Linked DNA regions of Sus scrofa: region 1 is linked to region 2. Evidence: chromatin contacts called from public Hi-C data. All regions are on one chromosome and are shown on one strand. The core of a region is the stretch at or near the end of the contact, and the rest is flanking DNA. Distances in the headings are between cores, read along the strand shown. Region 1 has its middle 180 kb from the start of GATA6. Region 2 holds the start of GATA6 (GATA binding protein 6).

Region 1 (6,860 bases), core at 4,264-6,763, 190 kb after region 2:
CAAGGACTGTCCCTGGGAAGTGGGGGGAGGAGAGGCGAGCAGGGCCGTGTATCTGTCTCCTACGGAGGCCAGCCTGGGGAGGCTGCTGATTAGAGGCGGAGCATTCTGGGGAGGGCAGGGGTGAGGCGGAGGAGGAGATGGGAGCTCAGCGGAACACCGCATTTGGGCATTTTGGAAGAGTCCCCAGGAGGCTGTAACTGGAATGTGCTTTGGCACCTCCAATGGCTAATGATCACTGCACACCTTGTTACCTTATTTCGGTAAGAACTAGTATGTGAATCGATCACCCTAACACGCATTATTTTTCAAGCCACGAATGTTAGAAATACAATCCTGATTGTTAATGCTACTGTTTGAGGGGAGGTGGGGAAAGATTAGCCAGCCTCTGAATCACCCACATGTAGTACATTCCATGGTGTAACTGGAAGATCTTATGTTCGTTTTCCCAACCAGAGATAACTTCAAGCATCATCATTTGTGTAACACCTAGTTTATAAATTATCTTACATACTTTACTAGGCTATTAAAAAATTCTGTTTCAGATTAAAAACCCTCTCAAAATAAAATCTAAATATCTTTCTTCCTGGGCACATCTTTCACAGGAAGAGTGGAGCTTTCTTTTCTCCCTTTATTGAAAGATTATATGGCTCTCAGGAAAAGAAAGCCACTGATGTTAGGTGGCTAAGGGCAAAGATTTAGGTTGAAGAAAAACTTGGGAAGATCTGCCTACTTGGGAAATGAAGAGAGTTTTATTTCTTAGAGGATTTATGGATTTACGTTTCCTCCAAAAGACAAATGACCCAGGAACACTTTTTTTTTCTCCCCAGCACTAACTCTAATCAATTACCTTTGTTACTAAAGAAATAAATAAACTCGAAAGAGTTAACAGAGTTAAAATGCACCGGATTCTAGTGTTTGGGGTTATCTGAAACTTTTTGTTGGGGGCGGGTAGGGGGCGTCCATTCTAGAGCTGAGCTTTAGCGGATCCCCTGTTATGGAGTTATTTTTCCTTTTGCCAGGAGTCTTGATCCACATGAGACAACTCACACAGGCTTAGAAGAATCACAGCATGTCAGGGCTGGAGGGCCCTTGAAAACGTCCCAGGCTAATGCCCCGCTTTACAGTTGGGACTTGGAAGGGCAGAGAGTGGGAACGAACGACTCTACTCTCCTGGAATTACCCAGCGGGGGCTGCCCAGGGTTCTGGGGTCGAATCCAACCCGGGGCTCACACAGCCCTTCTCTGCTCCCGACCCTCTCAGTCTTTGGCGACAGAACCCCTTTCTGCTCCGTCTGCACTCCAGCGCCCCCCCTCCATCAAACCAGGGGTGCGGACGTGTGAAACATTTCCACACTGGACCGGCTCGCGTTCAGGCTACTCCGCGTCGGGCTCGGCGAGCGCGGCGGGGCGACGCCGGCCGGGGCGGCCCGGCTCCGGCGGGGCGGCCCCGGCCGCGGCGCGCCAGGCTCTCGGGGGTCAAGTCCAGGTTGCGGCGCAGGAAGGCGGCGGGGGAGGGGCGGCCCGGCCGCGCCCCCACCTCCTCTCCCCTGCGCCGTGAGCGGAATGTTGGGACCGTTCCACCGGCGTGGTATGTCTGCATAAACATCATTAGCCTCCCGAGGCGGCACGTTGTGCATTTTCAATTTCGCCCTACGAACTGCGGCCTCCCAGAGTTGGAGAAGAGGCTGGAGACCTCGCCTCTCCGCTTTTCTGTTGCATCCCCGGCGCCCGCTTCCGGGACACCAAAGAGAGGGGAGCGCCCAAGCGTGAGGTCCCGGCTGGATTCTTAACGCACCTCATTTGTGATATTATCGTTGGCTCCGGAGGAAATCTTTTCTACTCACCTGAAACTGACAAAACGTAGCTTCAAATTAGGGTTTACTTTTTAATCTCCTGAGGGGCGAGCAGGGAGCAGAATCATCTGGCCCCTCTGTCTTTGGCAGCACAAGCCCTGGCAAGTGGCAAAGGCTGGACCTCAGTCCCAGGCCGCCCGGAGGTCGGCGCGCTCCGCCCTACTCCTTTACTGGCCTCCACGTGTCCACCCTCACCTGTGTCCCTGCCATCGTCCCTCAGGCCAGCCCACTCCCTCCTCCTCCCTGCCTCGCTGATTTCTCAGAGCACAGGCCGAATTCAGAACCTCCTTTCAAATCCACTACCTAAAAAATATCTACCTCAGCATCCTTAAATCCTCTGCTTTTCCCTCTTTGATGGGAAGCGCATCATCCTGCCGCTTAGGGTAAGAAACCTCAGAGCGGAGGAGACTTCCTTCGGGGTTCGTATTTTAAGGCAGATCATACATGATGGAGATGATAAAATCCCCATGGCAGTTTTGACTTTAAACATGAGGCGAGTTAACAAGGAAAGCAGCAATAAATTCAGCCCAGGGCATGACCCAGCACTAAATTGTCTCTTACAGTGTCCAGATTTCTAGCTAAGTTGTCAACCTGACATCCCCTTTCCCTGCTCAGCCTCTTCAATTCTCCTTTCAGGTTGTGCTGTTGTTTTGTTGGTTCGCTTTTGTGTCACTGCCAAGTTATCTCTGCCGTCATTTTCCCCACCTCCACCTCATTTTCGGACTCTGTTTTCCAAGTTCCTTAAGCATGACCAGGGTAATACACCCACAGCCTCCCTACTCAATCTCTCAAGTTGCTTCCCTGGTAGACGTTTTGAAACAAGCTCATGTCAGAACGTTTTGTTCAGTCTCTCCACATATAAGCGGGTGAAAGATGGAAGGACTTGGTATTTGCTGGAAGTGAAAACACGGGAGCTGCTGGCACTGACACCAGAATGTTCTTCTTGTTCTTTGCACAAGGTGATCGTGTATCCTTCACATTCTGGGTAAAAACAGCCAATGAGAACAGGTTGCCCCCAACTGGAGCCCCACAGTACGGGGAGGGTTAACCCAGAAGCCCTTAATGTGCCTGAGTAAATAGTCTGGGGAAGGATTAGACCATGTTAAACTAATAGGCTGATAATACTGATAAAGTTTTCCCAAAGATTCTTTCCACTTTATGATTAACAGTTACTTTTCTTCAAAGACAATTGGGTAAATGGTGTTGGTTTTAGGGCTTGGATCCCTCCATTCAGATAGCTACACAACAAGCCTGCAGTACCCATGGTATTATCTTTCCTGCTCCTGTTAGAAGGAAACCACGATATCATGACACACACATCACGCAGTATTTTCCTCTTGATGTTCTACGAGTCAAAATCAGGGAGATCAAAAGCCGTCAGCACACTGAATAAGCTTCTTAGAATAAAGTGTCCACAAGGCAGACAACTCCAGCTGCCCACTGGACAGTGTAAGAAGGGACGGGCAAAGGAGGATTTTCCTCAGCACATGAAAATCGCTCAGAGCCCATCTCTACTGGTGGTGTCAATTGTCCTCTGCTTCTTGCTCAGCCATGATAATAAATAACAATAATAATCATATTAAAACTGCTAATTCTTACTGGACATGTATGATAGGCCAGGCCCTATGCTGAAGGCCTGCTTACATGATCTCATTTAATCCTCACAACACGTCAGTGAGCTGGGTCCCTGTTATCCCCAATTTTATAGATGAAGAAATGAAGTCAGAAAGCGGTTATGTCCCTTGCCCAGGGCCACACAGCAAAGAAACAGAAATGAATTTAGAGCAGCACTTTGAACTCCTACACTCTCCTGCCTCTCGTATGTCTTCATACGGAAAAGTCAGTGGCAAAACCAATCAAGACATTTCATAAGATCTATTAAATAATTTGGAGAAAAGCTACTAGGAAGGGGATATTTGGTATGAACTCGGCACCCCAGCCTCAAAATGGCCCCTCATTTAGATAGGTTACATCACCTCCAATTTGAGGAAGGGACAAAGAAACTCAAAGAAGGGGAGTAATTTTGTTAAGGTCTGGGCTTTTCCTCTGCACACCAGCTTATGCCCATGTGTGGGTACATACGTGCGTGTGTGTAGGAAGGAGGGAAACAGACAAGTCCACTTAGGATGAGTAGCAAGAAATGAAGTCTTTTGTTTACTTTTTAAATATTTATTTATTTATTTATTTAGTCTTTTTGCCTTTTCTAGGGCCGCTCCCGCGGCATATGGAGGTTCCCAGGCTAGGGGTCGAATTGGAGCTGTAGCCCCCAGCCTACGTCACAGCCACAGCAATGCGGGATCCAAGCCGCATCTGCAACCTACACCACAGCTCATGACACCGGATCCTTAACCCACTGAGCGAGGCCAGGGATCTAACCCTCAACTTCATGGTTCCCAGTTGTTAACCACTGAGCCATGATGGGAACTCCACGTCTTTTCTTTAATAACCTGTCATCCTCCTTAAACTCATATCAAGTGACTGCAGCTGCTGGGGTGTCCCTGAAAAAGGAGAGATGGGGTGGGTGGGAATGACTGTGGTGAGCCTCAGGGGTCAGGGGCTCTGGGGACTGTCCCTGAGGACAGATAAAGTCTGGATGGTGGCAGCTGAAGGGGCACAGGCTTGGCAAAAGGCTGGACTCTTAATCAGCATGGAATAGCACCACTTGTAGGCACCACACAATGTCGTTTCTAAATCCTCTCCCCACACTCAGACAGCAGCATGTAGCTCTAGGTCTCGACTGTTGAGAAAAATTTTTGCTAAGATAGGCCCATGTGAATCAACCTCAAGTTCAGAGTCCTGCTCTCCCTGCAAGGGACTTAACCCCACAGAGGAGAACTGTTCCACATGCCAGGCTCATCTGTCTTGTCTGCTTGTCAGAGCCTCGCAGAAGCTCAGGGTGAAGAAATGTCCTGTTCCAACCTTCAAACAACGGAGAGCGTTTCTCCAGCCACCTTCACCACCTCAAGCTGTGGTGCAGTTGCAGAGAAACCTGACAAGTTCCTTCAAAACTGGAAACAGGAAGCGGCCACACATGAAATTTTGGACTCCTGAATGTGAGTTAATACATCAAGCAGCTGTACTGAATGTGACCATGAACTGGTGTTCCTCTGAATGCACTTAATAGCACAGCCAAATTTGAACTTCCTGTATTCCCCTGCAAGCATCCTTGCAAATCTGGCCTCTCGGTGACGTGGGTGAGCTGAGCATTTTTAGGACTTGGGGACATTGTGTTAAAGTGGAGGCAAAGAACATGATAGAGAAGAATGATGTATAAGAACAACAAGGTGACCCAGGAAGAGAGATGAGCCCTTCTAACATTGGAGACTGACTCTGAGAAGAGCATGAGGGTTCCTACCATTACATAAGAATAGGAAATATTTTGTAGGAGACTTAGTAACGTAGTAACTATTGAGCATTCTAATGCAGCGTATCCAGATGAGTGTGGGAATTGGTAGCTGTTGAAAGCAAGGTCCTGATTTGTAGATTTACAGCAACCTCTCATTGGCCAAAGAGATGGACCATAGCTGGCTTGTTTAGGGAAAGCAAGGAAATGTTTGAGGGATCTTCAAAATCCTTGGGCTAAAAGTCCATATGAAACACTATTCAGGCAACTTCCTCGAGGCTAGGAAGTCAGTTAGTTTTGTATTTCTGCCAGTTCTAGAAATAAATACAATACCTTGCATCTTATTTAAGCCTATGATCTCACTCTGCCCTTCACAACAGCCCCGTGAGGTAAGTGGCCCATAATCTTCTTGACGTCTGTTCTGCGGATGAAAAACAGTCAGAGGGAGATTCAGGGGCTCGATTCCGGCTTCCAGGTTGTTTCTCCATGGGGCCTGGGGCCCAGGTCTTCTGACAGCCCTGCGGCTATGTCTCCGCCAGTCACACAGAATAACCTGCTCAGTTGTCACATAGTAAATGCAGGGTGTGTCTAAGAATGGTGGGGGTGCTGGTAATAGCTGAGTGTGGGGGTGAAGAAAAGATAGTGGAGGACACCTGGAGATGATATTCTGCTTCTTCCCAGGGCGAGGATAAAGGTTGAAACATGAACATGGGGCCCGTGGGGGTTCCCTCCCATCACAGGCTCCTTTCCCTTGTCCCCGGAGCTGTCTCTGGGTGAGGATAAGCACCGTGATTCATGAGTTGCTAAAGACTTCGGAGGAAACTACTCTTATATAAACACCACTGATGTGGAATAGCTGTAGAGATCCAATTATTCAAAGTTGACTTTTATTGTACTTTCCAACTGAATTTGTTGTCATTCCTCATCTCTGTCCCTTTCCTTTAGTTGAGAGGTTTTTTTTTTCTTTTCTTTTCTTTTTCTTTTTTTGCAAACACTCCTATCTCGGTAGCTTCATATAATTAGAACTGACTGTCTTGCTTGCCTCACATTGAAAATGAGTGTTTCTGGGAGTTCCCTGGTGGCTCAGCGGGTTAAGGATCTGGTGTTGCCATTGCTGTGGCATGGGTTTGATCCTTGGCCTGGAAACGTCTGTGTGCCATGGTATGACAAAAAAAAAAAAAAAAAAAAAAAAAAAAAAAAGAAAGAAAGAAAATGAGAGTTTCTGAGCAGTGTGCACTGATGATGGGCAGGCATGTCTGTCAAGTTGGGGCTCCTCATGCACCAGAGGCCTCTGGGATCACCAAGCGCATTTCCATCAAGCCCGCAGGAGTAAGAAAAGCCTGCAGCACTGCAGGTGGAAAGGCTGCCATGGGCCCTTTTGGAAATGATACCTGCCACTTCTGCTTAGATCCATTGTCTAAAATTTGGTCACAGGTACACACCTACCTATGGCGCATGCAGGGAAGACATCCTGATTTGTGCCAGGAAAGAAGGGAATGGGTTTGAGAAAAGCCAGCAGCTGTACCCCACTGTTTCTTCACATAGGTGTTTTTCTTAACAGAGCAGTGCTAGGCCATGAGCTTGGACCCAAAATCAGAATGTGCAGGGTGACTACCTGGATGGATGAACCACTTATGTGGAGTAAGTCCAAGTATAGCAGAGATG
Region 2 (6,805 bases), core at 743-3,242:
AGACAGCGTTGGACTATGCATAGTCAACCCTGCCAGCGCCTCCCCCCCTTGAGTATGTGTGTAACTGGGGGAGGAGGAATGGGTGTGGGTCGCCAGCCAGGTCAGGCGTTCTGCCACCTCTGCCCCTCCCCCGGCGTCCCCGGGATCGGCGCCCCCTGGGTGGACTTGCTCTTAGTCCTAGGACCGCGCTCGCAGCTCAGCCCACACCCGCAGGCTGCGCGGGACTCATTGTCTGCCCTAGCAGCGCGCTCCCCTCCCCCGCCGCCCGCCTTCCCCTCCCCACCCTCTTTTCTCTCCTCCCCTCGTTCCCTCCTCCTCCTCCTCCTCTTCACCTCCAGCGCCCAGCTGCTCGCTGAGCGCAGTTCCGACCCACAGCCTGGCACCCTTCGGCGAGCGCTGTTTGTTTAGGGCTCGGTGAGTCCAATCAGGAGCGCAGGCTGCAGTTTTCCGGCAGAGCAGTAAGAGGCGCCTCCTCTCTCCTTTTTATTCACCAGCAGCACCGCGCAGACCCCGGACTCGCGCTCGCCGGCTGGCGCCTTCGGCCTCTCTCCACATTCGGGAGCACACTCCTCCACCGCTGTTCTCCATGCGCTGCGCCCACCCCAGGTTCGGCTGCTACCTCTCTTGCTCGAGCACCCCTCTTTCTTCCTCTGCACCCCCCACCCAACGCAGGCCCCTCGGCCTCGGCTCTCCGGCCCTCTGCGGGCCGCGATCGGCTCCAAGGGTGTCTATCTTATCCACTCCTGGCAGGCCGTGGCGGCTCCCAGGTTCCTGGATACCGCGGACTAACTTCTGGTGTCTTTTCCTCTCTCCGAAGCGCTTATCTGCGCGCACCCTTATCTCCGAGTTATCTTGGCGCAAAGGGGCGGGAGCCGGAGTCAGGCGCGCAGAGACTTCTTTCGTGCTATCTGGCCTGGGTCTGTGTGTGTATTAATTTTAGTATGGTTATCTCCGATGAGCCGAAACGATTTGGAAAAGCAGCCCCATAGAGGCCAGCTAGGCTGCGTTTGGCCTCCCTCCACCCCCTCCTAGTCTCCCTGTCATTCTTGCTGCTCTCCCTTTTGGGGTGGCTTCGTCTCCAGGGCGGTCTCAAGTCCCCCTTTCATCCCCCCCTTTTTTCCTCCGCGCTCCGCTCCACCCTGCTACGTCCATTCCGGAACCGTCTAGCCTTTCCGCGCCTGGGGATGACCGCGGGGTGGGCCGGGGTGGCCCAGCCGGCATGGCCCGGCCGGCGTGAGCGCACGCATCGGTGGCTGCGGGGGCGAGCGGTGTCTAAGGTGTGCGGCGCCACGGGGACGCGGGTTGGGCATGAGACTTCGCACTGCCTGTGCCCTGAAGGTCCGAGACTGCGGTCTCCGCCCAGGCGCCCCACCTCCCTGGGCTGGGTTGCATTTCTCTCTGGAGCTCGCGTTGCGTCTCGTCAGCGCAGTCCGGGAAGCTCTGGGAGAGCCAGTATGGGAGAACTCGGTGGTTTCGTTTTCTGGGACAGGTTGCTTTCCCTGCGCTAATGATTTTCAAGCGGGCAGCCTTCACACTGAGGCATTCCCTGCGAGGGAGCCCTCCGTACCGGGGCGTAATAAGGCAGCACCGACACGCACAGCTACTTTAACAAAAGTTCCTTTGTGTGCCATCGGCCGGGAGGGAGCCACTTCGGGGCGGAAGGAAAACCTTGGTCAGCCTCGCAGTCACCCCTGGGATCTGGCGCGCGTGTGGATGGAGGATGCTGCGAAGGAGGGTGGGAGGGGAGGGCGAGGGGACTCTGGAGGTGCGGGAGAAGGAGAGCGGGTATCCTGGTTCTGGGAGGACCTTGTGGCGGCTGAGCAGGCTCCATGCTCCTCTCTTTCCCCACCCCTAGAACCTGGGCCGAGACGGGATCTTTGAGGAATCTCATTATCTAGAGAGGGGAGTGGAAGTGAGAAGGGCAGCATGCGCTTTTGATAATTCCTTTTTATTTTTTCTCCCGACCCTGCCTCCCTCCCCACCCGGTCTCAGGAGCTAGAAGTCAGCTTGGAGCAGCGCGGGACCGTGGATGGCCTTGACTGACGGCGGCTGGTGTCTGCCAAAGCGCTTAGGGGCCGCGGCTGCGGACGCCGGCGACTCCGGAGGCTTTCCAGCGCGGGAGCCCTCTACGCCGCCTTCCCCCATCTCCTCCTCTTCCTCCTGCTGCTCACGGGGTGGGGAGCGTGGCCCCGGCGGCGCCAGCAACTGCAGGACGCCGCAGCTCGACACGGAGGCGGCGGCGGGACCCACAGCCCGCTCGCTGCTGCTCAACCCTTACGCCTCGCATCCCTTCGGGGCTCCTCACGGACCTTCGGCGCCCGGGATCTCTGCCCCCGGGGGCGCCCTGTCGAGCTGGGAGGACCTATTGCTCTTCACTGACCTCGACCAGGCCGCGACCGCCAGCAAGCTGCTGTGGTCCAGCCGCGGCGCCAAGCTGAGCCCTTTCGCACCCGAGCAGCCGGAGGAGATGTACCAGACCCTCGCAGCCCTCTCCAGCCAGGGGCCCGCCGCTTACGACGGAGCGCCCGGCGGCTTCGTGCACTCGGCGGCCGCGGCTGCAGCGGCCGCAGCGGCGGCTAGCTCCCCGGTTTACGTTCCCACCACGCGCGTGGGCTCCATGCTGCCAGGCCTACCGTACCTGCAGGGGGCGGGCAGCGGGCCCGCCAATCATGCGGGCGGCGCGGGCTCGCACCCCGGCTGGCCACAGGCCTCAGCGGATAGCCCCCCATATGGCAGCGGAGGCGGCACGGCGGGCGGCGGGGCGGCGGGGCCGGGCAGCGCAGGCTCGGCCGCGGCGCATGTCTCGGCGCGCTTCCCTTACTCGCCCAGCCCTCCCATGGCCAATGGCGCGGCTAGGGACCCCGGGGGCTACGCAGCTGCCGGCGGCGGGGGCGCGGGCGGCGTGAGCGGCGGCAGTGGCGGTGGCCTGGCGGCCATGGGCAGCCGCGAGCACCAATACAGCTCGCTATCGGCCGCGCGGCCGTTGAACGGGACGTACCATCACCATCACCATCACCACCCAAGTGCCTACTCGCCCTACGTGGGTGCGCCGCTGACGCCCGCATGGCCTGCGGGACCCTTCGAGACCCCGGTGCTGCACAGTCTACAGAGTCGCGCCGGAGCCCCGCTCCCTGTGCCTCGGGGCCCCAGCGCAGGTAAGGGTCGCGCAACCGCGCGGGGGTGGGGGCTCAAGGCGCCTAGGCCTGGCTGGACTGGGGGCGGGGGGGGGCGTTGCGGAACGCGGAGCAGCTGCTTGACTTGGGCATTCCTGTCTGAATGCCCAGAGTCTGACAGAGCTGATGTGCTGCTTCTGTTTTGCGAAGTGTCTTAGTGCCATTCCAGGAGAGAGTCTAGATGCTCAGATGTAGCTCAGTGTCTGGGAAGACGTCCAGGGACCTGATGAATAGCGACTGGGGTGGGCAGTTGGAAAAAATGAAAAAAAATGAGCCCAGGAGGGAAACGGACAGAGCCGAAGCCTGGTGGCAGACTCTAGTTTGCGTGGGCGAAATCGTGAGACTCCACTTGCGGGGTAATTTCGGGGAGTTTTCTGCATTTCATCCTCTCCTCAAATGCAATCTCACCCAATTCAACCCTCCAAAGGTTGGGAGTCGTGTGTGTGTGCGTTTTCCTCAAGGAGAGTGTTTTAAAAGAGCTCCAGAGTGGAAAAGGACCTAGTTGGCATTTAGCTCCCTGGCCCTCAGTGAGAGGGAAAGAAGAGAGGTCGGCTTTGTGACTGTCTGGAAGCGAAAGCTGGTGGAGGGGTCCTTTGGCTTGACATTAATTCCCCAAGTGTCTGGGTCTGTTGATCCCCCTCCCTTCCTGCGCCTGCCAGGCTGGAACCCGGGGTCCTGGGGCACCCACACTCATTCTTTCTCCAGAGTTCAAGCTAACAAGTTTTCAGTCTCCACTCTCACTCATGCTTTCCATTCCAGTGTCTGGGGGCAGTTTGGAGTGAACTGGGAAAACACAATTGTCAAAATACCTGGAAATGCCCCATCTTGAGAAGTGTTTGTCCTGCTCAAGCAGGGAGGGTGTGAACTGTTGTTGGCTGGCCTGATCAGGGCGCCTTGGCTCTTTTCCCCAGCAGTGGCATTCTGGGTCCTTCTTGATGCTTTCAGAGGTCTCTCTTATGGGTATTTAACCTGTTTGATATAACCTGACAGCCTCCTAAGACCGGGGGGAAAAAGTCTTTTTTTTTTTTTTTTTTTTTTTTCCTTTTTGAGGGGAGATGAGGGAGTCAAAGAGGAGGCAAAGACAAGGAGACACACATCAGCCTTACCCTCCCGGATGCTCTCACCTCTGGTCTGGGCTGTTTTGTGAGTGCCACCACAGCCGCCCTCCGTTTAGGGACTGCAAGTCTTTTAGGGTCAAGGGAGGCGTTGCCAACCTTGTGTTCCCTGGCAAGCTGGGAATGATAGTGGCCTGAAGGTGAAGGATCTGATTTGAACCACCCTCTCAGTAACATTGGGCTCAGAATTTCCTCTCCTCTCCCTTGTCCCCGGCTGGCCCTGGAGGCCATCCTGATGGCCTGTGGGTCCTGGTGTAGAGTCGGGGTAAGGAGGCAACCTGTTGAGGTGTGGAGCTCAGCACTGTCACCTTTCTTGCTACATAGGGACCCACGTCTGGCTCCTGAGGGGCAGAGAGACAGGGAGATGAATCTTCAAAGGACGAGGAGGGGGTGGTGGTTAGGGCGTGAGGCTTTTGTCAGTCAAGAATCCAGCCGGGAATCTGAAAGGTTGTGTGAGTTGGGTAGGGGGCAGCCCTGCCTGCTTTGCGACACACCTTCTCGTGACCTCCACCTCCCTTTGCTCTTTTCCAGCGTTTCACAGGACAGAGAAGAAGCAGAGAAGGAGACCTAGTCTATGGATGTTTAAAGTCTTTGGTTCTGTGAGGGAAATCCTTTGAGAGATTTAGTGCAGACAAGTGAAGAGTTTTTCATTTTAAACTTTGTCTATCCTTCACAATTTTTTTTTTTTCACTTTCTAGGTAGGACACTGCAGAGTTAGAAAAATTTCTGATAGACCCAGAGCATTTTTTTTTTTTTAAAGAAAAGGGGTTTGTGAGCACCCAGGTTTTGCATAAAGAGTCTTAAAAAAAAAAAAAGGCAGGAAGCTGCTGGGAATAAGCCCGCCTGGGGAGGGGGCGGTTGTGGTGAATGACCTTAACTTGGCTGGTCCTCATAGGCCTTCTTAGGCTGGAGAGACCTCAACCCCCAGTCCCTCTTCCCCCCTCCCCCCCCGCCCCCCCCCCCAGCTTCCTAAACTCTGCTTCTCCACTTTGAATTTTTTTTTTTTTAAACAAACCGTTTTTTGGAGACACTCTTTAATTGATTGGAGCAAACAGCAGGACTAAAACCTGAGCCCTGTGCTTTCTCCACTGGCACAGTGCAGGGGGGTTGGGTGGTGGTGGGTGCTGGGAACCTGCTCCATTCACCTCTCCCATGGGCTGGTGGTTTTGGGTGGGTGAGTAGGTGGGGAGTCCTGGGGTGAGCTCTATCCTTGGGGTTGGGGGCGGGGAGCAGTGCCCTCCCAGGCTCTTGCTGAGCTGGGTTCCATTCTCCTCCTGGGATGACATTTTGCTGGCCATTCCCTTCTCCCCTGAGTCTCTCACTCCCCAGGGGCACCCCAAACAGCCAAGTTAGGAGAGAGGATGAATAGGGGGAAACTGGTGAGTGAGCATCCCGCACAGTCAGATGTTGTGATTTCCGAAAAGTAGCGTTTTTCTTATTTTAGTGATAGGATTGCAGCTACCAAAGGAGGAGTGGGGGAAAGTACGGAGGGAACTGAAGTTAGAGATTTTGCTTCATTAAAAAGAGGCAAGCTTCATAAATTTTATTTATCTGAAGTTTTGTCTCTGGGTTTTCAGCTGAGTAGAGAAATTTTTACCTGGGGCGTTCACCCTGTCTTCTCCTGGGGAGTCTTTATTGTTTCCAGCCCTGGAGAAGGAGGCCAGGCGTAGGGCCGGGTTCCCCAGGGAATGCCCCACTTCTCCCTGGAGAGGGGCTCTGATAGGTAACATTTTAAAGTCAACAACAAAGACAAATACCTTGTTTAACTTCAGTGTCCTTGAAGTCCTGAGCATTTTACTGATTGCCGTAGTCAATAGTGGCTTTTAGGGCGGAGAAGAATAAATCTTTGTGATGTGTTGTAAGTTGCAATATCCCCAGGACAACTTTGAACTGGAGTTCTGTGGGATGCTAGTTTCTTTCAACCTTATTTCTTGGGGAGAAAGCCTCATTTGGCAGTTCCCTCTGCAGGATAGTTACCTAAATATTAATGGAATCAAAGATTTTGGTATGCCGCAATCGCATTTAAGTATCTTTACAAAAGTTGATGGTGGACACAAGCTGTAAACCGCTTGGAAAAGCGAAAGAATAGAAGGTCTTGCTAGCACACCGTACTCTTCAAATAAACTCTAAAGTGTATGTTTATTTACTTCGAAATTGGATTCAGAATTGTTCCTTAAAGAAAGCCAAATTGTAGCAGTCAAACTTTCTATGATCTAAATAGATAAAATAACTCTAAACAGGAGGTAGTTTTAAAAGTCTATTTTAAAAGTACTTAATAAGTACCTATCTCATTGTCAATAATTATTTGTTCATATTTAACTGGAAGTAATAAATGTTACAACCACTCACTCTAAAGGCTTTTTTTTTTTTTTAATTAGCAAGTTTAGGTTAATTGTGAACTCTGGAACACTAACCAAATAGCAAAATGACAAAGCTTGCACAAATCAAAATTTTAGTGTAGGAAAATAGGAAGACCTTTTATTTAGCACTGGGACAGTCCTAGGAATTTTCTGAATT

The links. Hi-C and Micro-C count contacts between places; a contact is called where the count stands out from the background.
Region 1: a Hi-C map of omental adipose tissue shows a contact between it and region 2, with 2.1 times the contacts expected there. The contact joins the enhancer-like site here to the promoter of GATA6 in region 2. A contact is called at or near these places in 1 of 5 promoter capture datasets (liver), 3 of 47 Hi-C or Micro-C datasets (epiblast stem cells, heart right ventricle and omental adipose tissue) and 1 of 2 datasets of contacts at active chromatin or transcription factors (skeletal muscle).

What each region holds. Positions count from the first base shown.
Region 1 is chr6:107,465,133-107,471,992 of Sscrofa11.1, forward strand. No RefSeq gene overlaps it. Among named protein-coding and RNA genes, the nearest start is that of GATA6, 180 kb to the left of the region's middle. Within about 2 kb of position 5,514, at least 5 of the 83 cell types and tissues checked have an H3K27ac peak or open chromatin away from gene starts, as enhancers often do. A contact at or near this core is called in omental adipose tissue, where this site is marked.
Region 2 is chr6:107,282,335-107,289,139 of Sscrofa11.1, forward strand. GATA6 (GATA binding protein 6) reads left to right here and starts at 1,993. Exons shown (of 6, transcript NM_214328.2): 1 at 1,993-3,155. The coding sequence starts at 2,030. LOC100525229 reads right to left here and starts at 421. Exons shown (of 6, transcript XM_021096175.1): 1 at 333-421.